Regions from separate parts of the Mus musculus genome. Here region 1 is linked to region 2. The links are chromatin contacts, called in public promoter capture Hi-C maps. All regions are on one chromosome and are shown on one strand. Each heading gives the region's core, a stretch centred on a gene start, on an enhancer-like site or on the middle of the called end of the contact. The rest is flanking DNA. Distances are from core to core; before and after follow the strand shown. Region 1 holds the start of Gsg1 (germ cell associated 1). Region 2 overlaps Hebp1 (heme binding protein 1).

Evidence for each region. Promoter capture Hi-C pulls out the DNA fragments that hold promoters and counts their contacts.
Region 1: a contact with region 2 is called in a promoter capture Hi-C map of embryonic stem cells, with 2.2 times the contacts expected there. The contact joins the promoter of Gsg1 here to the enhancer-like site in region 2. A contact is called at or near these places in 12 of 39 promoter capture datasets (the 3T3-L1 cell line, the C10 cell line, the HPC-7 cell line and 7 more), 1 of 15 datasets of contacts at CTCF or cohesin (pro-B cells), 42 of 484 Hi-C or Micro-C datasets (the AML12 cell line, B cells, the C2C12 cell line and 20 more), 4 of 115 datasets of contacts at active chromatin or transcription factors (embryonic fibroblasts, embryonic stem cells, heart atrium and 1 more) and 3 of 9 other capture datasets (adipose tissue, liver and macrophages).

What each region holds. Positions count from the first base shown.
Region 1 is chr6:135,252,855-135,258,192 of GRCm38.p6, reverse strand. Gsg1 (germ cell associated 1) reads left to right here and starts at 3,857. Exons shown (of 7, transcript NM_010352.2): 1 at 3,857-4,060; 2 at 4,861-4,920.
Region 2 is chr6:135,133,046-135,139,199 of GRCm38.p6, reverse strand. It overlaps Hebp1 (heme binding protein 1), which reads left to right. Exons shown (of 4, transcript NM_013546.3): 4 at 1,137-1,681. The coding sequence ends at 1,311. It also overlaps the pseudogene Gm29803. Among named protein-coding and RNA genes, the nearest start is that of Gm22881, 13 kb to the left of the region's middle. Within about 2 kb of position 2,354, at least 44 of the 459 cell types and tissues checked have an H3K27ac peak or open chromatin away from gene starts, as enhancers often do. A contact at or near this core is called in adipose tissue, bone marrow-derived macrophages, embryonic stem cells and 1 more, where this site is marked.

The DNA.
Region 1 (5,338 bases), core at 2,608-5,107, 120 kb before region 2:
CACTTTGGGGGTGGGCTTTGAGACCCTCCTCCTAGACACATGGGGGTTAGTCTTCTCCTGTTTGCCTTTGGAAAAAGGTGTAGAACACTCAGCTCCTCCTATACCATGCCTGCCTGGACGCTGCCATGCTTCCTGCCATGATGATAATGGACTGAACCTCTGAACCTGTAAGCCAACCGCAATTAAATTTTGTCCTTTATAAGAGTTGCCTTGGTCATGCTGTCTCTTCTCAGCAATGGAAACCTTAACTGAGACAGAAGTTGGTACCAGGGACTGAGGCATTGCTGTGATAGAAACTGACCATGCTTTTGTTTGAAGGAATGTGGATTTTGGGACTTTGAAAAGCAGTGGAATATTCTAAGTGGGGCTTAATGGGCCATCCTAGTAGGAATATGGAAGACATTGGTGTTGAGAGTGATTTGAACTTTGGGGGCCTGGCTCAAGTGTTGTCAAAGGAGAAGAATGTTAATATGTGGCCTAGAGAATATTCTTGTGATATTTTGGTGAAGAATATGGCTGCTTCTTGTTCTGAAGAGTCTGCCTGAGGTTAAGGGGAAGAAATTTTGATTAATTGCTTTGATAAAGGAATTCTCAAAACAGCCTGGTATAAATTTCGTTGTGTGGGCACTAATGTGTACTCTCATGAAGAATGTTTTAATGAAAAGGAGCAAGCTGAGGGGAAAAAAATACAAAACATGGATCAAAGAATAAAGGAGCATCAGGAAGTAGAATTGAGCTGAATCCAATGTTCAAAGAGATAAATAAATTCAGGGAGTGGTGACCTCAAAGCAAGGTCCCACCCTGCTAAGCTTATTGTTTATGCTTTTGCAGTTAAACAAGGAACTTGGTTAGTGTTCTCATTTGGACTTTTACTCTGAAATGAACTACAATCCAGAAATAGAGAGCACAACTATGATCCAGATCATGAGGAATAGTGGCCATAAAAAGCTTTGGCCCAGGAATGGTGGTGCACACCTTTAATCCCAGGAGGCAGAGGCAAGCAAATCTCTGAATTCAAGGCCAGCCTGATACAGAGCAAGTTCCAAGTAGAAAAAAGCTTAGGTCCAAGCATGGTGGCACACACTTTTAATCCCAGCATTCAGGAGACAGAGGCATGCAGATCTCTGAGTTCAAGGTTTGGAAATACAGAGCAAGTTCCAGGACAGCCAAGTTTGAAGGAAGTGAAAGAGTTGGAAAACAGAAAGCTGGTAATAGAATAAAGGGGACTATGTTCCAGCTCCAGTAAGCAGCAGAGTTTAGCAACTTTGGCCATGTGGCTCTGGCTTTAGAATCAAGAGTAGGAGAATACTGGGACAGTTGATGATGCTGGTTAGCTGGACCTAAGAAATTAGTGGTGAATAAGAAGACAGTAGCATCACTGAGGTGAAATCTTTATGCTCTCATGAATACTGGGAAGTGATATATAAGAATCACTCAAGTAGTTCTAGTTTTGAAGGCATGAAGGGGTCATGGAGGGCATCTGAGGCTTGGCACTGTGAGAGGCCATTGGTACAGCCTCAGTTGCAGTTGCAGTTGACAACACAGGACTGAAGAGGTCATGCAAAAAAAAAGTTGAGACTTGGCACCATAGAGGGAGACTATGAGAGACTATTGGTGAAGCCTAGTTGCAATGAGAAATCTTAGCATTTCTCATTAGTGATGCCAGTACCATGTGATGACCACCAGGAACAGCAGCAGCCATGGAGTGGAGTCAACCAGAGCCTAGAGTGCTGCAGAGCCAGAGAAGTGACCCAAGACCTTTTGAGAAGAACAGAAGATTATGTGCAGGTCTCAGACATTGGAACAGGAAGTTGTAATGTTGAAGTTGCCTTAGAGACCCCAATATGCAGAGCTGCAAGGTCTGTGGGATACCTGCCAAGGAAAGCTGCTAACAGGGAGTAGAAGCAGCCCAGGGGAAAAAAGTTTGTTGTGATCAACAAAGATGAAAAGAGTTGGACATTGGAAGACCACTTTGATATCAGACATGGTGATACAGAGTCTGAAGTTTGCCAAGCTGGTGTTTGGGCTTGTTTCATCCAGTATTTCCTCACTGTGATGTTTTGAAATGGTAGTGTATATCCTGTGATGTTGGACTTTGGATGTTTAACATTGTTGAAACTGTTATAAACTATGGGACTTTGAAGTCGGACTAAAGTATTTTGCATTATGCTATGGTATGTATTATATTATGGTATGGCCCCCCATAGAAGAATGTGTTTGAACAAACCTATAAGGGCCAGGGAATGGAATGTGGTGGTTTGAATACGCTTGACCCAGAAGTGACACTATTAGGAGGCCTTGTTGGAGTTGGTGTGACCTTGTTGGAGGGAGTGTGTCACTGTGGAGGTAGGCTTTGAGACCCTCCTCTGAGCCATGTGGGAACTAGTCTTCTCCTGTTTGCCTTTGAAACTCTCAGCTCCTCCAGCACCATGCCTGCCTAGACTCTGCCATGCTTCCCACAATGGACTGAACCTCTGAAACTGTAAGCCAGCCCCAATTAAATGTTATCCTTTATAAGAGTTGCCTTGGTCACGCTGTCTCTTCTCAGCAATGGAAACTAACTAACTAGGACAGAAGCGAAGAGGCAGGAAAGGAAGGAGATGGAAGGGAGAAGATGGAAGGAGAATAGGAAAGGGAGGGAAAAGAAAGAAGAAAAATCTGATTGTATTAGCTGACCAGGCATGCTATAGAAGCTCAGAGGTAAGGGAGCATTCTCAGGGCTGGAATAAGGGATTTGAGGCTAGAATCTGAGGTCCTGAAGGTCAGGATCTGGGTGCCTTGATAAGGAAGAGCAAGGGTCTTAGAGAGGGATGGAGGGTTCCATGTCACACAGGACAGGTCTTCATCCAGACCCTTTCAATCCTGGACTTCACACCTGAGGCTGAGTTGTACCTCGGCGTCAACTGAATTATGTCTACTAAAACTCTGAGAGTGAACTTGGCATGGTGGCTCACATCTGTAGTCTTGGTGCTCAGAGACTGAGGCTGGAGGATTGCCATGAGTTGAAGGCCAACCTTGTTATATAGTGAGTTCCAGACCAGCTTTAGCTGGAGTAAGAGCCTGTTGCAAAGCAAAACTGAAAATTCAACACGTGGTGGACACTGCTGTCATCCCAGCACTTGGGAGATAGGAGGAGAAGGAGGATCGAGAGTTCAAGGCCAGACTCAGCTACACATGAAGTGTAATGCCTTGTTTCAAATAAAAATAAACGTGATACTGAATGCCTCCTTAGATTTCCAGACACTGGTCCTTTAAGATGGCAACTCTTTTGCACCATTACCTCTTCAAGAATGGTCTAGAGTTAAAAAGGCCAACACAGTAGCTGCTTACTACATGAGGCTTTTGAGCCCTTCAGATGTAGATGGTGCAACTTAGCTGTTATATTTCATTTTAATGCAATGTTGAGAACAGTGTGGTTCCAGTGGTTGCTGGAGGGTGGGGGAGGAGGGGGATGTCGGCTTTCACCCAGCCCTGGGTAAGAGTTCATTGTTATTGCTGTGTGTGTTCATCTCACTGTTTTGAATGGAGGTGTTAGAACACTGTTAAGCCTTATGTGGCTCACAACTGTAATTCTCTCTGACAGCAGTGGGCAAGCCTCACAAGCCAATGTGATCTGGTTGGCACCACATGCAAGCCATCCCTAACCTTCAGATTTGTGTTTGAATGAACTCCCCAGATCTTTTTATACTCATTAAGCACCGATTGAAAGACCTCAGGAGACTGAGAGGTACTGAGCGTGTGCCCTTCTCTCAACCTGGTCTTTCTAGGGTTGGGAGAGGAGTGGGCGGGGCATCCGGGGGAGAGAGCCCTGCCTGCTACTGTGACATCACAGAATGAAGTCATAGTAACCCATCCCTACCCAAGCTGGCGGCGTGCCTGAGGGGCATTCATCCTCTCCCAACTGCCCACATACCACCTTACCCCCTCTGCTGGCAAGAGGGGACCTGGTGCACCCTCTCCCTCAACACCTGAGCCACGCAACTAAGACCTGTCAGAGCAGAAGCTGAGACACATTTTCAACTCCTGTCAGCTGACTCAAAATGTTTGTCTCACCCAGGAGGTAGGTACACAGCTTTTGGAAATGTTGTTAAAAAAAACTAATTATATTTATTTCACTATTTGAGCCCCATCTCTAGTGGCATGAACACACACACACACACACACACACACACACACACACACACACACACGGAGAGGGGAGTAATGTATAGTTATTGAGCAGTGAGCAAGTATGTTCAGAAGGCCCAGCTAGCCTAAGAAAGCGGCATTGGTGAGACTGGGACAGAGCTCAAAGCTCTGAAGAGCCAGCAGTGTGGGCTCAGGCAGCTCCCCCAAGTTCAGAAAGAAGCCCCCAAAGTACACACATCAACCATCAACTGGTGGAGCCCTTACAGATATGAACATGATAGCAAAAGCCAGTCAGTGCCTGAAATGTTAGTATCTTTCAGGATTAGTTCTCTAGAGAGGGGGCAGGGTTATGGGGAAGCCTGGTGTTAACATGAAGCCACAGATATAAAGCACAGGACACTTGAACCCTTGCCTCATTGTGGAGGCCGTTCCATGACCCGAAATCTGTGGCTTTTGTTAAAAAGTGTCTCCCTGCCCTTTGCTGTGTGGGCACGTTCCTTCAAAAGCAGTGGGCCTTTTAGGGTTGCGGGTCTAAACGCGGACTCTACCATGTCTACATCTGTGATCTGGTGCAAATCAAAGATCGAATCCAAGCAGCACAATGGAGATGGTGCTCTATACCTGGTGGGGTGCGAGGGCCTCGGGAGCAGTTAGCTAGCGAAGGGTCTAACCACTGGCCTGGTAGTTTGGGATGCTTTTTCCTTAGATTCCGCTTTCCTTCCACCTCTTTAGATCTTCAGAACAAAACTGTAGAGGACTCCCCACCTCTCCCGCCAGCCCTTGGGGAAGCAGGTAGGTAACCAGTAGTCCTCAGATGTGTTAAGGGGTTCATGTGCTCACCTCTCGTGTCTACAAAACGAGGCAGGCCTACCTTACCCCTCCATCAGAAAGGACCTAGGGAACCACGTTTTGGAGGGAATAGGGAAACGCTTGATTTGGGATTTGACAGCAACCAGGACACTTGTCCCGTCTGGTGTTAGGAATTTAACCCAGGATCCATTCTCTTCTCTGGGCTGGTCCTCGCCTGCCCTGATGGATAGGCCAACCGGATGCAGGACCCACCCAAGGAAGAGAAAGAGGAAGAAACCTAGTGGTTCCTTGCCACACCTAGAAGTCCCAAGGACTCGCTGCACAAGGGCGGGGCCCTGCGAAACAATTCAAAACACGCTCCCGGTGCGTCGCCACGGCAACCACGCCCGGTGCTAGGCAA
Region 2 (6,154 bases), core at 1,105-3,604:
ATCCCATTTCCTCCTTGGTGAGGCTCAAAGAAACAGCTCAGCCGTCTTCTCTGCCTTCTACTCTCCCATCAGTTTGCACGAAGAACCAAGCTGCATTCATTTGAAACTGGCTTCATCGCCCTCCCTGTTGCTGGCTGTTGTTTGCAGTCCCTCACAGACGAAGTCCTGAGTGACCCTGTAATCAACAGACCGAGTGCTGGCTGAGCGTGACTAACCCGCTCGTAAAAGAGCCAAGCATGATTCAAAGAACTCCACCAAAAATAATGTATCATTTGGCCTCGTCTTGGCCGGGTCCAAAGTCAGATTTTGAGTCACAAAGCTCATTAGCAATGCGGGTGTATTTGACTCTAATAAAGAGGTTAGGGGAGTCCGGAGGTAGAGTGGTTTATTTAGAGCTGACTGCGGGATGAGTTTTGCTGTGGACGCAGTGATATAAGAGACGGACTAAACTGGGAAGGGACGGCTTCTCTATGCCCCTTTTCTGCCGTCACATAAATAGCCCATCTTGTTAGAAGTCTCTTTACTTCCTAGAAAGGAAAGTTTTTATGATTTTGCAAAGAAGGGGGGGTGATTAGAGGAGGTTTCTTCATTAGGAAAGCAAATGAGGCTTGCACAGGGTCCCTCCCAAGACGCCCTTGGTTCCCAGCCTTGGTCAGCTCTGATCTAATGAAGCCACCTTGTGTCCCTGTTAGGACGTGCTCATTCACAACAGCTGTCCTGTTTCAGAAGACACAGCTGCTACCCCAACCTTGACAGCTTCACCGTGGCTCCTCCTAGGTGTCTGTCCTTCCTGCTGGTGACAGGCTAAGAAGAACAGCAGCTGAGGTAGCAGAGGGAGCCGGAGGAAATGGTGAAAGGCGGGGTAGTCTGCCTCTCATAAGGAGGGCTCATAGTCAGCTTGGGACCACTGCTGCCTTCCGTTCCCCGAGTTACAGTGTTTAGTTGCAATATTGCATACAACACTCATAACACCAGGAAAAACATTGCATATTTACAGATGAGCTGAAATAGACCCCCTTTGGGGGTCACCTCTCTGGCATGCTTGTCCCAACCGTGGCCCTATCTTCTCTCTAAAAGACTTGTCTTCTCCGCAAGGTCATGTCCTTTCTTACCAGCCCTTGCTCTTCAATCTTTAGGCAATTTGGAGGCTATGCCAAGGAAGCAGACTATGTTGCTCATGCCACCCAGCTACGGACCACACTGGAGGGCACACCAGCGACCTACCAGGGTGATGTCTATTACTGTGCCGGATATGACCCTCCCATGAAGCCCTATGGACGCCGTAACGAGGTCTGGCTTGTGAAGGCATGAGTCACTTGATGAACTGAGAACGTCCTGGAAGGGTGCCACTGTGTCCCCTGACTTAGGGTCAAGGGGCGGGAGGGTGGGGGGAGGTACTTCTTCAGCTCCAATGTTCCTTCAAAATCCCTCACTGCTGATTTTCTGAAATAAGCCAAGATTGGCAGCATCATTCTTGAGTTAGAAAGTTCTGGGGCAGACCAGAAAAAAAATCCCAGTGGCATTTCCTCTGCCACTAAAAACTGATTTTTAATAATTATCGAATTTGTATTTTTGTTAGTGAGGAAATATGTGACTTATGCATGAACTTTCTTCTGTGATTCTTTTAAGAACTTTGTCTAGAAAGAAACCAAAAATACAAATCTTTGACGTATGCAGTGGAGACAGTTTTAAATTATTTCCCAGTTCTATAGTCCTTTAAGAACATTTATTTTACGTGTGTGTGTGTGTGTGTGTGTGTGTGTGTGTGTGTGTGTGTGTGTGTGTGTGTGTTCATGTGTGGGCAGGTACTCTCAGAGCCCATCAGTAGGCATCAAATCCCATGGAGTTAGAGTAACAGGGAATTCAGAGCCGTCAGACTTGAGTTGCTGAGAACTGAACCAAGACCTCTGGATGAGCAGAAAGCACGCTGAACAGCGCTGAGCCATCTCTCCAGCCCCAAGATGGATAGTTTTAACAGAGTGCTGTTGATGGTGTTCACTGTATTTTGAGATCTGGAGTCTGCAGAACCTTCTCCAAGGGTCCCATGGAAAGAGGCTGTGTTCTGGATGCCTGGCTGTCTCCGAGCTTCCAGACAGCACATCTGTGAACAATCGCTGAGGGTCAGGTCTACAGCTGCAGTCCACAGGGGTTTGCAGAAGTTACAAAAGCAGATGGAGAAGAAAAATCACACTCCCACACACAACCAACCCCTAGGGCAGGAAATTTCACCAGGGGGATTTATTCAGAACGATGAGGTCAGAAAAGGTGAGGGTCCTGTTTCCTTAACTGAAAGAGACAGGAATTGAAAGGAACAATGAGGAGTTTCTCACGTATAGAAGGGGGAGGGGCTGTGAGCCGGAAGTGAAGAAAGGAGCTAAAGAACAGGTTGCAGGCTTCAAGGCAGGGAGCTTAGGGGTCATGAGGTGCACCAGGATCAAGTCCTGTCAACAGCCCTAATTTGGACAACTGTAAAGATCTCCCAGAGGAATCAGTGTTTGGGTTACTATGGGAACAGCAAGGGCTCACTCTGTGTGATGCTTAGTGGGGGGTGGGAGTGGGGGCAAAGAAAAACGTGGGTCCTGGAGAAGGAGAAGCAAGAGCTGATGAAGTGTTAGCGGAGGACTTCCAGGGTCGCTTCTGGGTTACAGTCACAGCCGTTTCTGAAGACCAGCCTTGACTGCCTGCTGCACTGTGCACATACTATGAAACTCACTTCACATGGCGACTCTGTATCGAGGGTAGTGTCATGACTGTCACACAGATGAGGAGGTGAGACCACGCCCAAGCTGTCACACAGAACCCAAGACTAAGAGAAGTGTAGCACAGGTCCTCAGGTCATGTCAGGTAGTTTGGATTTTTTTAAAAAATATTTTGTTTAATTATTCATTTATGTAGTGTCTGCACGTACGTGCGTGCGTGCGTGCGTGCGTGTGTGTGTGTGTGTGTGTGTGTGTGTGTGTGTACACAAAGAGGCCTAAAAGAAGGTGTTAGGATGACTGCCTTCTTGTGTGGCTGTTGGGATCCAAACCCAAGACCCCGTGATGAAGCAGCAAACACTCTTAACTGCTAAGCCATTTCTCCAGCCCCAGCTTGGATTTTGTCCTTAAAAAAGAAAAGTTAAAAATACTTGTGTAGCACTAATTGGAAACATGACCCCATCATGTTTTAAGAGGAAACATTTTGACCACACTGCAAAATATACAAGGAGAGGTGTGGCTGAGTCAGGAAGACCAGCCTAGTCATCAGCCCCTCACGTGGTACTATGACAACTGAAAGTCCATTTCTGACCTAAAAGCCCTGGTGATTCGTTCTCTACTTCCCCAGCTTCCCGCCTTTCTAATCTCTTCCTCACCACACAACAGCCACAGAACAGCAAGTCCCTTGGCACTTTTTGCGATGGCTGGGTCTCACCATCCCCTTGATGGTGCCTTGCTTTCAAAAGGGCCTGGAATGCCCTGTCTCTAAATTACCTCACCCCCTCCCCAGATATATCATTTAGGAATACAATGAGTGGTAGAAGAAATGATGAGACTTTCTCTTATCAAACAGTAAGAAATATACAAGTATGCTGAATGGCTGGTGCTGACTATTGTCTCAGGGCTGCAAGGTAGCCAGGGTGGCTCCTGCTGTCACATCCCTGCTCAAGGCAGGGAAGGGCCAAGGAGAGGAAGCTGTCCCTGCCACATCCTTAGCCCCACTGTATGAGAAAACAAAAGCGTTTTCCAGAGGTCCCCAAGCAGAGTTGCACCAACTGACTACTACTAGGTCAATGAAAGCTGCAAGGTGTATTTGCAACTTGGAAAGTGTACACAACTTGGGAAGTGTATGCCTCTAACTGGGAAAGTCAGAGGCACAGGAGAAAAGGATTCACAATGGCTTTAGCAGGACAATCAGCTGTGATTGCAGCATGGGGTGCGGTGAGTGGGTATGTATGCCTATGGCAAGTATAAGAAGGTAGGAGAGGGTGGCTGAGATGGGTGAGGCCAGGTCAGCTAAGATCTGCAGGCTTTCTCTCCTCCACTCCTGGTGCCTGCTGTTCCCTGTCTCTCCTCCTTCCCCGCAAAAGCCAGAACTGGGGAGCATAGCTAGAGTAGAGGCAAGGAGAATGGATTTCAGCCACCATGACTAGATGACAGTGACAGAGGACACCAGACATGAGGAAGAAGAGCTAAGAAAGCAAGACAAGTTCACCCCAGTTCTGTTCACGCCAGTTCTGTATTTAATAATGCAAGGTAGCTGGCGTGCATGGTGGTGTGCACCGGTAGTCATTGCACGTTGGAGGCAAGAGGAATGGGAGTCCAGAGCCAGCCTTGGCTACATAACGAGTTTGAGTCTCGCCTGCGCAACATGACAACCTCTATCAAGCTGAAGGAAAACAAATAAACAAAACAGGCCAGCATGGTGGCACACACACTTATAAGGCCGAGACAGGAGATCGCCACAAGTTCAAGGCCCAGCCTGGACTGCACATTGAGTTCCAGCCTGAGCTAAAAGTGAGATACTGTGGGGTACAGAAACAAGACTGTTGAGCACGTGGAGAACTGGCAGTACAGCCCTCTAACCGGGCTCAGACCCACGCCAGAGCCCTTGACCGGCAGGGTTCAGGAAAGGCTGGGGACACTGCCGCGGTCACCTTGCCCATCGGAGCAAGAAGCTCTCCAGCTAATTGAGGAAAGAGCTGGGTGAGGCCTGCAGTTGAACCAGGCCACAGAACTCCGAGAAGGGCAAGCCAGGCGCTGAGTTCAGCAGTGGGTCCTCGCAGATGCAAACTTCCCTACGTCCTCCATCTGCCAGTGCGGGTCTGTAGAGAGCCGAGCAGATGTCCTGGACATGAGGCTGTGCCGAAGCTCCTGCCCCGGATACCTACGTGGAAAGCCCGGCTGCTGCCATGGACCTGGTGCCCAGTGACAAGGAGCAGGGCCTGCCGACCCCGATATGGAACCATTATGAATCCCTTCTTCCCAAAGCTGACTCTCAAAAACCTCTGATGAAGATAGAGAGGTTTGAATTTAAGAATGTGAAAAAAAAAAAAAAGGCATTTGCTCTTGTTGCAAGCGGGAAGATGGCACCCTATGGCAACACCATCCTCAGGAAGGGACCTCTTCACCTCGGATCCTCATAGAGACCACTCTAGGCTGAGAATTGGCTGTACCTGAACCCAATCAGCAGGCCTTCCCTTGGTGGCAACCAGACCTGGACGTCAGCCTCGGGTTCAAGAAGTTGGCCGATCGTGAGAGCTTTGCTGACCTGACAGATTCCTCCTTCCATGATTTGTGAAATTGATGGGGGTGGGGGGGTGGGGGGGTGGGGGGGTGGAGCAGTCATTGTAAGTCCTCAATCTAAAGGTTTTATACTCATTTTTTTAAGTGAAATACTGTCTCTCCAAAAGAAAAAAACAAAGAAAGGAAAGGAAGCCAAAAGGGAGAAAGAAAGAAAAGGGAGACCGCGAGCACAGGCTTGCCCATTGCCGATCTACAAATGAAGACGCTCCCATCTGTCGCCCTGCCCACTCTCACCCGTGTCATTGCCAAAACAGAAGTTTATTTTTAAAAGCCTCTGGCCTCATCTCACCTCTCTCCCTAGGGGGCTGGAGTGGCGCATGTGGGTAAGATTTGAAATGGGTAAAAACCTGTGCTGGACAACTGAACAGGAAAGCTTGGGTGTCAATGACTGACTCTCCTGTAGGCTGAGTGCCGGGGGTCGCAGATTGAGGCCATAGCCTCCCCTGAACTGTTCACAAACACGCTCAGCCATTTCCCACAAGCACGTTTGTACAAGCTCTGTCCAGTAACATTTGTTTGCATGTACTGTGGCACCATGCCGCATCCTTGAGTGTCCATGACAGTGTCCTGGGGTCATGGGGTGATTGTAGCCACAAACCCAGGGGAACCCTCGGTGAGCCCAGGGAGTTAGTCATAGCTTGTTTAAGGAAGATCTCCCTAATTTACACTTGGCTTCTCCACTCTTGAGTAATGTGCTTTGATCTTGGGCGCAATAATTACAGTTTCAGAGCTTGCCACATTGACGGGTTTGTATTTGGTAGAATGCCACAGGTTTGGCCTTTGAATTTATGTCCCATACCGGCACTAGGCTTTTCCTATTTTTGTTTCTATAGCAACATCCTTATGTAGGAATCTGGGGAGAGGCCCAAGCA